Linked DNA regions of Rattus norvegicus: region 2 is linked to region 1. The links are chromatin contacts, called in public Hi-C maps. All regions are on one chromosome and are shown on one strand. Each heading gives the region's core, a stretch centred on a gene start, on an enhancer-like site or on the middle of the called end of the contact. The rest is flanking DNA. Distances are from core to core; before and after follow the strand shown.

Region 1 (5,711 bases), core at 2,102-4,601:
GGTCATCCCAGGACTAATACATTCCTGGACGTTCGTAGCTCCCTAATGGGAGGGAGTCTTAGACTTCCTAATTAGCAACATTACCAGATGCCAAACACCGTGCTCTCTTTAAATACACATCCATTTCAAACAGTGTTCACTGCGGCCCAAGGAAGGAAGCCCCCACTGACTTTGGGGAATAGAATTGAGTTTTTTTTTTTTTAAATGAGGTCGAGGATGGAAGGTTTTGATACCAAAGTAAACACCCAGCGAAAATTCAACTTCAAAACACACAGATGTTTAAAGATAATATCCAGAAGCTAATGGCTTGTCGGTCACACATCTGGGGGTCTGTTTCTGCTTGAAATGATTAACAGGATGGTGAGTAGAAACAGGGGCACAGCCCTTTAGAGAAACTACGTAGGGACAGCACAGGCAAGTCAATATTTAAAACAATTCCACTACTTTTTGTATTCACACAGGTGCAGCTAGACACTTTTAGAAGAGTCTATTGCTCGTTACTTTTAAAAAATTGAACTGTGACTCTGTTTTCATGACTTCCCAACAACCCACCTCATTAGTTTGAGTTGGATACAAAAATTTCATGGCATGTAGTCTTCTTGGAGATTATAAATGTTATGTTAAACATAATTGGACAGTAAAATTTAAAATGAGCAGATAGCAAGTAAGCTGATGGCTAGTGCCCTTACTCAGAGGCCTGTGAAGAAAGAAATAAACCCCAGTGCAAACCTTGCTAATTGAAACAACCCTCCAGTGAGGTGTTTAACACAACACACGGTGAAGCTTGCACTTTCTGGACATTTTAAAGCATCTCCAGGAGCCAAGAATTCTCTGGGTGGGCAGTTAGGACGCTTTGCCAAGAGCTGAGTAAACAAAGGCACTCATGGTTCTCAAAGCCATCAGCCGAGTATAATGTCCAGATCCAAGCAGAACAACCGTCAAGGAGTCACTGACCAAGTAATACAGCAAGCTCGCCCTCATGTGTGCGGGACTCGAGCCCTCAGGAAATGGATACCTGAACCTGGGGTTCAGATAGAACCACTGAGACTGTGGGAGGATACAACTGGAATGACAAGTAGCTGGTTATCAGCACAGCCTCCCAGTCATCTGGAGTGGCAGCGATGAGAGGGTTCTATTATGGGTTAGGACCACCAAAAAAAAAAAAAGTCTCTCAAAGGTCTCTTATTGACACAGTGCTGTGAAAGTCACTTGAACTCTGAGATGCAATTCTCCATTTGAAGGTAAGGACCACAGTACTTAGCCTCTAGGGTGAGTAGAAGATAAAACAAGGTAACTCATGTCAAAGGCTTAGGGCAGGATCTGGCACATACACAATACCCAACAACTGCTTTTATTATTTGGAGGGGGAGCTAGAAAGGAAGACGGGCTTATCAAATCTATATGGTGTTCCCCACACGTCTACTCACCGCTGTATCAAGGTGGAGCGATGTACTCGTGGGAGGAAACATTGGCTCACCGTTCAGCGGGAACAGATTCCCCCTAACACAATGTTTTGCTTCGAAACACGACATAAGACGAAAGCAGACATCAGATAGGGTGCTTGGAATGTGTTGCTCAGAGACAATAGCTTGCTTCCTACATGGATTCTGTTCGACTTGTTAAGTACAAGCAGTGAGAGCCCAGTTGGGAACTGAAGTTTGTTTTCCATCCCCAGGGCACGGTAACCAACTGGGGCACCTGGCCATGAGTCAAGGATCCATGTTGTAACCACGGCTCTGACAGTGCTCATCCTTGGCCTCCTTCCAGGGACGAACCAGGCTTTTTCATTTCCTGTTTAGCTTGACACGGGCAGTGATTATTTACGGAGTAGCAAGGGATCCTTTTCTTTTACTTTGTTTTATTTTACTTAGTTTGAGCAACCAGCTGTGGGTTCTGAGGTTTACTTTCTTAAATAACAATCAAAGTACTAGTTGTGTTAATCCAAGTTACCCCTTCTGCATTCATTGTGTGGTCACTGGAGGCAATGTCACCCCACTTAACACTGAGGGTGTGTTGAAACCTAGCTCCCTGCGGTGTTCTGGGATCTTCCATAGGATTGTGTCTGGTGTTCCCAGTTTCATCATCCGGTGTAGCCGTTTTCTGCAGTTTCTCTGTCTCTGCTGTCATGTGTCATTATGCTTGGTTGGTGACTTGTTTCTGGCCACCTAGTCCTCTGTTCCACTGTCTTGGGTGTTGGGATCTGTCTTCTCTCTGCGAGGCTAAGACTACTGATGGACAGCTGTAAAATAGAGTTTCTTTCTTTTTTCCTGGTCCAGCATGTAATTTCAGCCAGCCCCAGTCCTGTCTTTCTAGTTAACGAGAACCCAGTACAGGGAAGAAGGAGATAAGTCCAATCTGTAAAAGAGCTGTCCTAGAAGAAGGAGAACCCGAGTTCAATACCTAGCACTGGAATAAAAATGCCAGGCTTGGTGGCATGCCTTTGTAATCCCAAAGCTGGGAAAGCAGAGACAGGAGGATCCATGGGGCTCACTCCCAGCCAGTTTAGCCTAATTGGTGAGCTCCAGGTCACGGAGCTCACCTGTCTCAAAGAAGATGTATGTCATTTCTGCAAGGGACCCTTGAGGTTGTAGTCTGGCCTCCACAAACATGGGTGCCATGCACACATGTTCACACACACACACACACACACACACACACACACACACACACACACACACAGAGTGGAGGTTGTTTTCTGATGCCAAGAGTCAATTCCCTTGAGTCTCCCTAGCTAAAACGGACCTTCCTGTCTTAGTCTAGAGTGGGCACAGGTGGTATCTTTTTTTTTTTTTTTTTTTTTTTTTTTTTTTTTTTTTTTTTTTGCAGTCCAGGTTCTTTATTTCCTTTGTATACATTAGGCCATGAATTCGTATGGACTGCGCTCCAGCAGCTCAGGCTCCTTTCCATTAGTCCTCACAAAGTGGGCTTCTCTGGGAGGCACAGGCTGGCGCTTCAGCTGAACCCAGGTGCCCTTCTCTTTGGCTTCCTTTTTCTTCTGATCGTTCTCCTTCACCCGCTTCAGGAAGCCGTCTCTGCTCTTTGAGTGCTTGGTGTGCTCAATCCGCACATTGATCCTCTTGGCCGGAATCTTGCCTTTAACTTGCTTGTTTACAATGATGCCCACGGCATGCTGGGTGACATTGTAGGCTCTTCCAGTTTTGCCGTGGTAACACTTATGGGGCATTCCTTTTTGAGCAGTGCCCATTCCCTTGATGTCTACAATATCACCCTTCTTGTAGATTCGGATGTATGTGGCCAAAGGAATGACTCCATGATTCCTAAAAGGCCTAGAGAACATATACCGAGTACCTCTCCTCTTTCCTTTAGTGTTCGTCATTTTGGTGAGTTACTGGAAGATGGCTGCCCCGGCAGAAAGCCACAGGTGGTATCTTAAAGGTCCATTTCTTTCTCACGTCACACAGCACATGCTGCAGGCAATTCACACGTAATTTTTTTTCTTTCTTTTTTTTTTTTTATTAACTTGAGTATTTCTTATATACATTTCGAGTGTTATTCCCTTTCCCGGTTTCCGGGCAAACATCCCCCTCCCCCCTCCCCTTCCTTATGGGTGTTCCCCTCCCAACCCTCCCCCCATTGCCGCCCTCCCCCCATAGACTAGTTCACTGGGGGTTCAGTCTTAGCAGGACCCAGGGCTTCCCCTTCCACTGGTGCTCTTACTAAGATATTCATTGCTACCTATGGGGTCAGAGTCCAGGGTCAGTCCATGTATAGTCTTTAGGTAGTGGCTTAGTCCCTGGAAGCTCTGGTTGCTTGGCATTGTTGTACTTTTGGGGTCTCGAGCCCCTTCAAGCTCTTCCAGTTCTTTCTCTGATTCCTTCAATAGGGGACCTATTCTCAGTTCAGTGGTTTGCTGCTGGCATTCGCCTTTGTATTTGCTGTATTCTGGCTGTGTCTCTCAGGAGCGATCTACATCCGGCTCCTGTCGGTCTGCACTTCTTTGCTTCATCCATCTTGTCTAATAGGGTGGCTGTATATGTATGGGCCAAATGTGGGGCAGGCTCTGAATGGGTGTTCCTTCAGTCTCTGTTTTAATCTTTGCCTCTCCCTTCCCTGCCAAGGGTATTCTTTTTCCTCATTTAAAGAAGGAGTGAAGCATTCACATTTTGATCATCCGTCTTGAGTTTCGTTTGTTCTAGGGATCTAGGGTAATTCAAGCATTTGGGCTAATAGCCACTTATCAATGAGTGCATACCATGTATGTCTTTCTGTGATTGGGTTAGCTCACTCAGGATGATATTTTCCAGTTCCAACCATTTGCCTACGAATTTCATAAACTCGTTGTTTTTGATAGCTGAGTAATATTCCATTGTGTAGATGTACCACATTTTCTGTATCCATTCCTCTGTTGAAGGGCATCTGGGTTCTTTCCAGCTTCTGGCTATTATAAATAAGGCTGCGATGAACATAGTGGAGCACGTGTCTCTTTTATATGTTGAGGCATCTTTTGGGTATATGCCCAAGAGAGGTATAGCTGGATCCTCAGGCAGTTCAATGTCCAATTTTCTGAGGAACCTCCAGACTGATTTCCAGAATGGTTTTACCAGTCTGCAATCCACACCAACAATGGAGGAGTGTTCCTCTTTCTCCACATCCTCGCCAGCATCTGCTGTCACCTGAGTTTTTGATCTTAGCCATTCTCACTGGTGTGAGGTGAAATCTCAGGGTTGTTTTGATTTGCATTTCCCTTATGACTAAAGATGTTGAACATTTCTTTAGGTGTTTCTCAGCCATTCGGCATTCCTCAGCTGTGAATTCTTTGTTTAGCTCTGAACCCCATTTTTTAATAGGGTTATTTGTTTCCCTGCGGTCTATCTTCTTGAGTTCTTTGTATATTTTGGATATAAGGCCTCTATCTGTTGTAGGATTGGTAAAGATCTTTTCCCAATCTGTTGGTTGCCGTTTTGTCCTAACCACAGTGTCCTTTGCCTTACAGAAGCTTTGCAGTTTTATGAGATCCCATTTGTCGATTCTTGATCTTAGAGCATAAGCCATTGGTGTTTTGTTCAGGAAATTTTTTCCAGTGCCCATGTGTTCCAGATGCTTCCCTAGTTTTTCTTCTATTAGTTTGAGTGTGTCTGGTTTGATGTGGAGGTCCTTGATCCACTTGGACTTAAGCTTTGTACAGGGTGATAAGCATGGATCGATCTGTATTCTTCTACATGTTGCCCTCCAGTTGAACCAGCACCATTTGCTGAAAATGCTATCTTTTTTCCATTGGATGGTTTTGGCTCCTTTGTCAAAAATCAAGTGACCATAGGTGTGTGGGTTCATTTCTGGGTCTTCAATTCTATTCCATTGGTCTATCTGTCTCTGTACCAATACCACGCAGTTTTTATCACTATTGCTCTGTAATACTGCTTGAGTTCAGGGATAGTGATTCCCCCTGAAGTCCTTTTATTGTTGAGGATAGCTTTAGCTATCCTGGGTTTTTTGTTATTCCAGATGAATTTGCAAATTGTTCTGTCTAACTCTTTGAAGAATTGGATTGGTATTTTGATGGGGATTGCATTGAATCTGTAGATTGCTTTTGGTAAAATGGCCATTTTTACTATATTAATCCTGCCAATCCATGAGCATGGGAGATCTTTCCATCTTCTGAGGTCTTCTTCAATTTCTTTCCTCAGTGTCTTGAAGTTCTTATTGTACAGATCTTTTACTTGCTTGGTTAAAGTCACACCGAGGTACTTTAT
Region 2 (5,711 bases), core at 1,125-3,624, 400 kb after region 1:
AGTGAACACCTATGTGTTTTGCCTGCATGTATGTATGCATGCATGCATGCATGTACCATGTGTATGCCTGGTGCCCTTGAACGTCTGATCAGGGAATCAGCGTTTCTAAGAACTAGAATTACAGAGGGTTGTGGGTCGCCATGTTGGTCCGAGGAACCAACCCTAGATCCTCTCTCTGTTAGAGCGGCAAGTGCTCCTGACCATAGGAGCCATCTGGCCAGTACCATAGGCTTCACCTTCATCGGATGCTGTAACAAGGGTTCCCAGGTCTGGCTGGCCCAACTCGTACACCTCCCAAGACGAGGTCTGTGTGGTGTTTATTTGGGGGAGCTTAACAAAATCCAGAGATAAACTGGATGATCTGATTTTTCTTGACACCTCCTGGCATCCCAGGCTATACCTGCTCCCTTCCTCAGGTTCCAGTTAGCGGAGACTGTCCCTCCATTTCTGGCCTAGAGCATCCACACGCATCAGATATCCCTTGCGAACGTCACTCTGCTTCATGCTCCACGAGGCACCTGGCAGCTGCAACTACTTTAAAGGATTTTTTTTTTTTTTTAAATTAAGTCTGGATGTGTGGGGATTTGTACCCATGCATGCAATGCCCAACCCCGACCAGTAGATGGCGTCCTCTGGAGCTGGTGTCACAGGCAGTTGTGAGTGGCCTGACATGAGAGCTAGGACCAAGATGGATCCTCTGTAATACATTCGCTTAAACCACAGAGCCCTCTCCCTCTTTCCCTCCCAGCCCCCTCTCTATCTCTATCTCTCCTTCCTCCCGCCCCCCCTTCCTGCCTTCCTCCCCCCATCCCCTTGATAGACTAGCATCTCAGACTGGATGATGAGGTCTTCAGCCAGTAGAGATGTGGAATGTCAAGAGTTAACCAGAAACGGTGGGATACATAGAGTCTCAGAAGAGGAGGAAGCTGCTAATTACAGATCACATCCGTGAGCCGTTGCCCCCCTCAGACCTTTGCATTTGGAATCCTTCTGATTCTAATACAAGGGCGCCAGGCATCGCTCTTCCTGCAAAACCATCCCCAACATAATTGTGCCCACCCAAGACTTAAGAAAGTGCATACAGCCGCGTGCTGGCACACAACCATCTCAGCAGCCCAGGGGGCAAAGGCAAGCGGCCTGCCCAAAGTGGGCTAGCCTCATCTACATAGTGGGATTGAGAACAGCCAGGGCTACACAGAAAGACCTCATCTCAAAAACAAGTAACCCAAAAGTTGTTAAGTATTGACAACCTTCCCTTAGGCCTGTGATTCTCGCAGACATAACTTCAAAGATCCGCCATGAGGCCACATGAGGAAGAGCAGCCCGCCTTCCAAGGAAGTAGGGTTCGTAAACCCTAAAGTCTCTGCCTGCAGCAGAGACTGGGACCCTGGGCAACAGCTTCTCTCCTGTCTTCTTTGGTCCTATTGTAAGTCTCTGGGTAGAGGGAAGAGCCTCTCAGCCTACCTCTCTACAGCTTTAAGAGGGGGGCTGAGGGCTCTCAGAACTGATTGATCCCAGAGGAGGCAGGAGAGTTCATTCACCCACAACTCCCCACGTAGAAAATTCAGTGTTCTAGGTTTTCTCTCGGTTTTATTTTGTCTCAGCATCTCTACCTGGTAATTCTGAGTCGACGACTGTTTCTGTGAGGCCAGCAAAGGCAGTTCCTGGAGGTTTCCCCATAATGCCTGTTCACCCAAGAACAGGACATGACTGGCAGAACGTTCCAGCAAAGGCACCTACAAAAATGAGGTCGAGGCATCTTACCAAGACCTGGAGACTGCATCCGGACCCCACAGTCTCCGAGGACCCCAAAGGCCTGAAGCAGCACTCTGACCTAGGGGTTTTCCTTTCTACATATAGACTTCTATTTCAAGCAGTTACGGTGTCAAATTCCCCTGAACTATAAGTCAACATCAGCCTTAGTTAGTGTGGGCAATCCTGCTTTCCCTCCTGTGTTTATGTAGCCTCCTGGGGACTCACACCTACAGTTCTGCCCCCATGAAATCCTTAACAGCTCATCCAGAGTTATCTGAAAATCCAGCGTGTGTCCCGGGACAAGGAGAGACTGCTCAGTGGTTAAGAGCACTGGTTCTTCTTGCCCTGTGGGTCCCAAGTACCTATAAATCCAGATACAGGGTAACGACGCCCTCTTCCTGCCTCTGAAGGCACAGCCCGCAAGCAAAGCGGAGACGCGTGTAGGCAAAACCACTCACACACAGAAAAGATGTGGGAAAGCTTAAATAAATAAAACCACAACACAGTAGGGCAAAGTTCGTGTAGTATCCCATTTGCACACATGCAACCTTTGCCCTGCGGTCTTAAATCACAAGGGCTATGTAAGCCTAAATGACAGCCACTCCTCCTTTCTCTGGCCCTTCCCCGGTAGCTGTGGAAATGCAGGAGCCAGGAGGTCCAGTAGCTCATTCCCTAGGTTTAAAGTACTCAGGACTGTGGTAACGCCATGGCTTCCTCTCCAGTGGGCCTCTCTGTGCTCTGTAAGACATGCATCATCCTTGGAGTTCTGATCATTAGCATCCCCACGGAAAGGTTCCAACACTGTGTCCACCTTACCAGATAACGAGACAAGAACCCCTCCTGGTTACTCAGGCAAAGCAAGGGGGGTGGTTTACTCAGGCAAAGCTGGGGTCCTGAAGACCACAACTCCTCTGGGTCCTTTCAAAACCCAGGGCATGAAGAGAACTGGCAATCCTCCAGCAGCTACAACTGGTGGGTGGAAAGAAACCCCAGCATCGGTGCCACAGACAAGTGGTCCACCTTCAGGGGTGAAACCTTGCTTTGTCATCTCAACAGGGTAACAAAGAAAAGGTGACAAAACGGATGAAAAAAGAAAAAACCTGTGATCATGATGACCACATTATTTAAAAAAAAAAAAAAAAAGGACACAATCAAATGGGGTTTTTCAGAGTATGGTGACGAGGTTGAGGCTATGGCTTGAGAGGCACACAGTTTGTCCTGGGTTCGGTTCCCAGTACTCAAAGGGGTAGGGAGGCAGTAGGATCAAGTTTCAAGGTTATCTCGGGCCCCATATCGAGTTGAGACCAGCTCGGGACACATGAGGCTCTGTCTCCAGGTGGGGAGGTAAGAGGGACCACAGCAATGATGCCATCGTGCAAGTATTTTTAATTACTATTCATGTTCCCCCAATGCTTGTCAGCAAGAACGTTTCCCCCGTGGAATTACAGCCACACCTTGTATTCTTAGTAGGTTTGGTTACTTAGGTTGAAATGCTAAGGGGATTAAAATTAAGGTGGGACAAGACGAAAGCCCATGTCGTGCGTAGGAGCAGCTTAACTCACCAAGAGCGAGCACCAGTAGCGTGTGCGGTTGTGTAAGCCATCGCTCACACACCGGTTTAACTTTCTTAGGGGCAAACAGTCTAATCTCAAACGAGTTCCTGGAAGCTGACCTTAGCCAAGCTAAACACCTGACAGAATTCAGTGACGAATCCCTTCATAAAAGGTTTTTGAGTGACTTTGTAGGATATAGGATGGCCCACGTCAGTCTTGAACCCACAATCATCCTGTGTCCACCTCCCAAGTCCAGGGATCCCAGGCCTGTGCCTCCCCACACTTGGCTAAGCCCAGCCTTTCTCAGGGTCAACACCTGCTTCCCTGTGACCTTCTCCTACATCGGTCAACAGTTCCCTGGAAACAGACCTCAGACCGGGTGTCAGCAAGTTAAACAATGTTTCCCCTTCATCTGCTGCTATTAACAATAACAATAAATCTTATGGACATTTAAAAGACCATGGGTTTTGTTCTGTAACATGTTTGCAAAATAACCAAAGGATTTCCTTTGAAATTTTCACTTCTGTCAGAGGAATTAATGTCACGGAGGGGTTGTGGAAGGAGCATGATTTGGTTGTTCGTTTGGTTGGTTGGTTGGTTGGTTGTTTTTTGTTTTGTTTTGTTTTTACCTAAAACCTGGTATTGACTTTCAAATGCTATAAAAGATTCATACTACCATTAGGAGGCATCTTTAGAAGCTGAGAACCAGCTTCTAAAAAGTGAGGAAGAAAGCTCAGGGATGGGAGTCCTACTAAGGTTTGATTTTCACGCAGAGCCATGGAAGGGCCCAAGAGACTACTCCCCAAGTGCTCATTCGAAAAGAGAAGGTTCCAGATCCCGCCTGGCCAGTCCCCCAGAACAGAATGCAGGAGGAAGATATCATACAATGGCAAAGGAGTTTGGTTGAGCATCTGGCCAGATCAGAGTGCATTTAAAAGTCCTTCCAGAAACAGTGCTCTGTCTCTCCCCACCCTGGGAGCTGACGGTTGCACTACTGAACGCTCTCTCTTTCCTGAAACTTAGTGGTTAAGAGAGAGCTTGGTCATTTTCAGGATGAGTGCCCACATCCTCTGTAGACTCTGGTTAGAGGGTGACAAACTGAAGCCTGTGGGCCTGGGGTCACAGCAAAGGTTAAGAGGTAGCCTGAGAAAAAGCAGAGCTGTGAGGCCACAGGTGACCTAGAAACAGTGGGGCAGGATCAGGCCCTAAGTAAGTCTATCATCAGCCAGGCTCTGGTGTGCTGCCGAGGCAGAAATGCACACAGGTATGCGCTTTCTCGCTCTGTCACACCCTCAAAGCATTAGAGATCAATAAGTTCTCACACCAATGCTCACAGCATAGCAAAAAGAAACCCAAAAAATATCCTGATAAAGCTACGACCTACGGTAACGAGTACCGGTTGTGGGGACGAACTATCTGAAAGCTGAGATTTGACCTCTTCAGATCCATTCTCTAGTCTTTATCATCAAAAAAAAAAAAAAATCCAGATCTAATCCGGAACCTTCCACTAAATACCTGCTGACCTTGGACACACCCCTTAAGCTCTCTGCTAACGAAGCCACTGGACCTCAGGGCTTCAGATGTCTTTCCAACTCCACATTCTATCATGGAAGACACTGTCAACCCAATGATTAAAAGAATCTTGGGTTACGTTATTTGGCTTTGTGGCAAAGAAGAAACAGATGTTCTTAAAAAACCGCTCTTTGTGCTCCTATTACTATTTTACTGGTAAGAAACGTGGAAGGGCTGGACACAGACCGGCCTCACACACATGCCCCCCCCCTCCCTCCTGTGTCCTGGCTTCAGTACCAGCCAGAGGTCTGAGAAGACGGGCCCGTGGTCATAATTACTTCAGCATTCTGTGATTTTAAGTCGTATACGTTTATTTATTCCCATCCCAATGTTTACAGATTAAAAGACTGCATTTTAGTAGAGTCAGCTCAGAGGCACTTTGTAGCACTGATTTCTCCTGAAGAAATGAGAGAGACAGACAGTGACGGTTAAGATCCGAACGGCCACGAAGATGGGCCAAGAACCAAGCTCACAGGTACTTGCCCAAAACTCCAGGAGTCCTGTCCTGATGAGGAGTAAAAAAGACGGGACATTTTCTGTCACGCCCAGAATGTAGGCTAAGGCTCAAGGTTGCGGGCTACAAATGTTCCCAGGCACGCAAGGCCTCTCAGGTGCATCTGTAGGCACCATGGTGCCTGCCCCTGGGGTTCAACGCTGATAAACACGGCATACTCATTTTCAGGAGACCTGAGTGAATGCGGCTAATGATTGCTTCTTACAAAAAGTGGCAAGGTCCAGAGAAAAAGATGTTTGCTCCAAGGCACCCAGGGTATACTGCTTTTCAGAAAAATTCACAGAGAACAGACTAAACTAGAGAATTAGATATCAGTG

What was found. Hi-C and Micro-C count contacts between places; a contact is called where the count stands out from the background.
Region 2: a Hi-C map of hepatocytes shows a contact between it and region 1, with 1.7 times the contacts expected there. The contact joins the enhancer-like site here to the promoter of Rpl21l1 in region 1. A contact is called at or near these places in 11 of 12 Hi-C or Micro-C datasets (the A7r5 cell line, the Rat2 cell line, frontal cortex and 6 more).

The regions. Positions count from the first base shown.
Region 1 is chr2:222,056,572-222,062,282 of GRCr8, forward strand. It overlaps Rpl21l1 (ribosomal protein L21 like 1), which reads right to left and starts at 3,352. Exons shown (of 1, transcript XM_039103356.2): 1 at 2,780-3,352. The coding sequence starts at 3,337. The coding sequence ends at 2,855.
Region 2 is chr2:222,456,872-222,462,582 of GRCr8, forward strand. It overlaps Hadh (hydroxyacyl-CoA dehydrogenase), which reads right to left. Exons shown (of 8, transcript NM_057186.2): 8 at 5,178-5,711. Among named protein-coding and RNA genes, the nearest start is that of Hadh, 45 kb to the right of the region's middle. Within about 2 kb of position 2,375, at least 4 of the 93 cell types and tissues checked have an H3K27ac peak or open chromatin away from gene starts, as enhancers often do. A contact at or near this core is called in hepatocytes and liver, where this site is marked.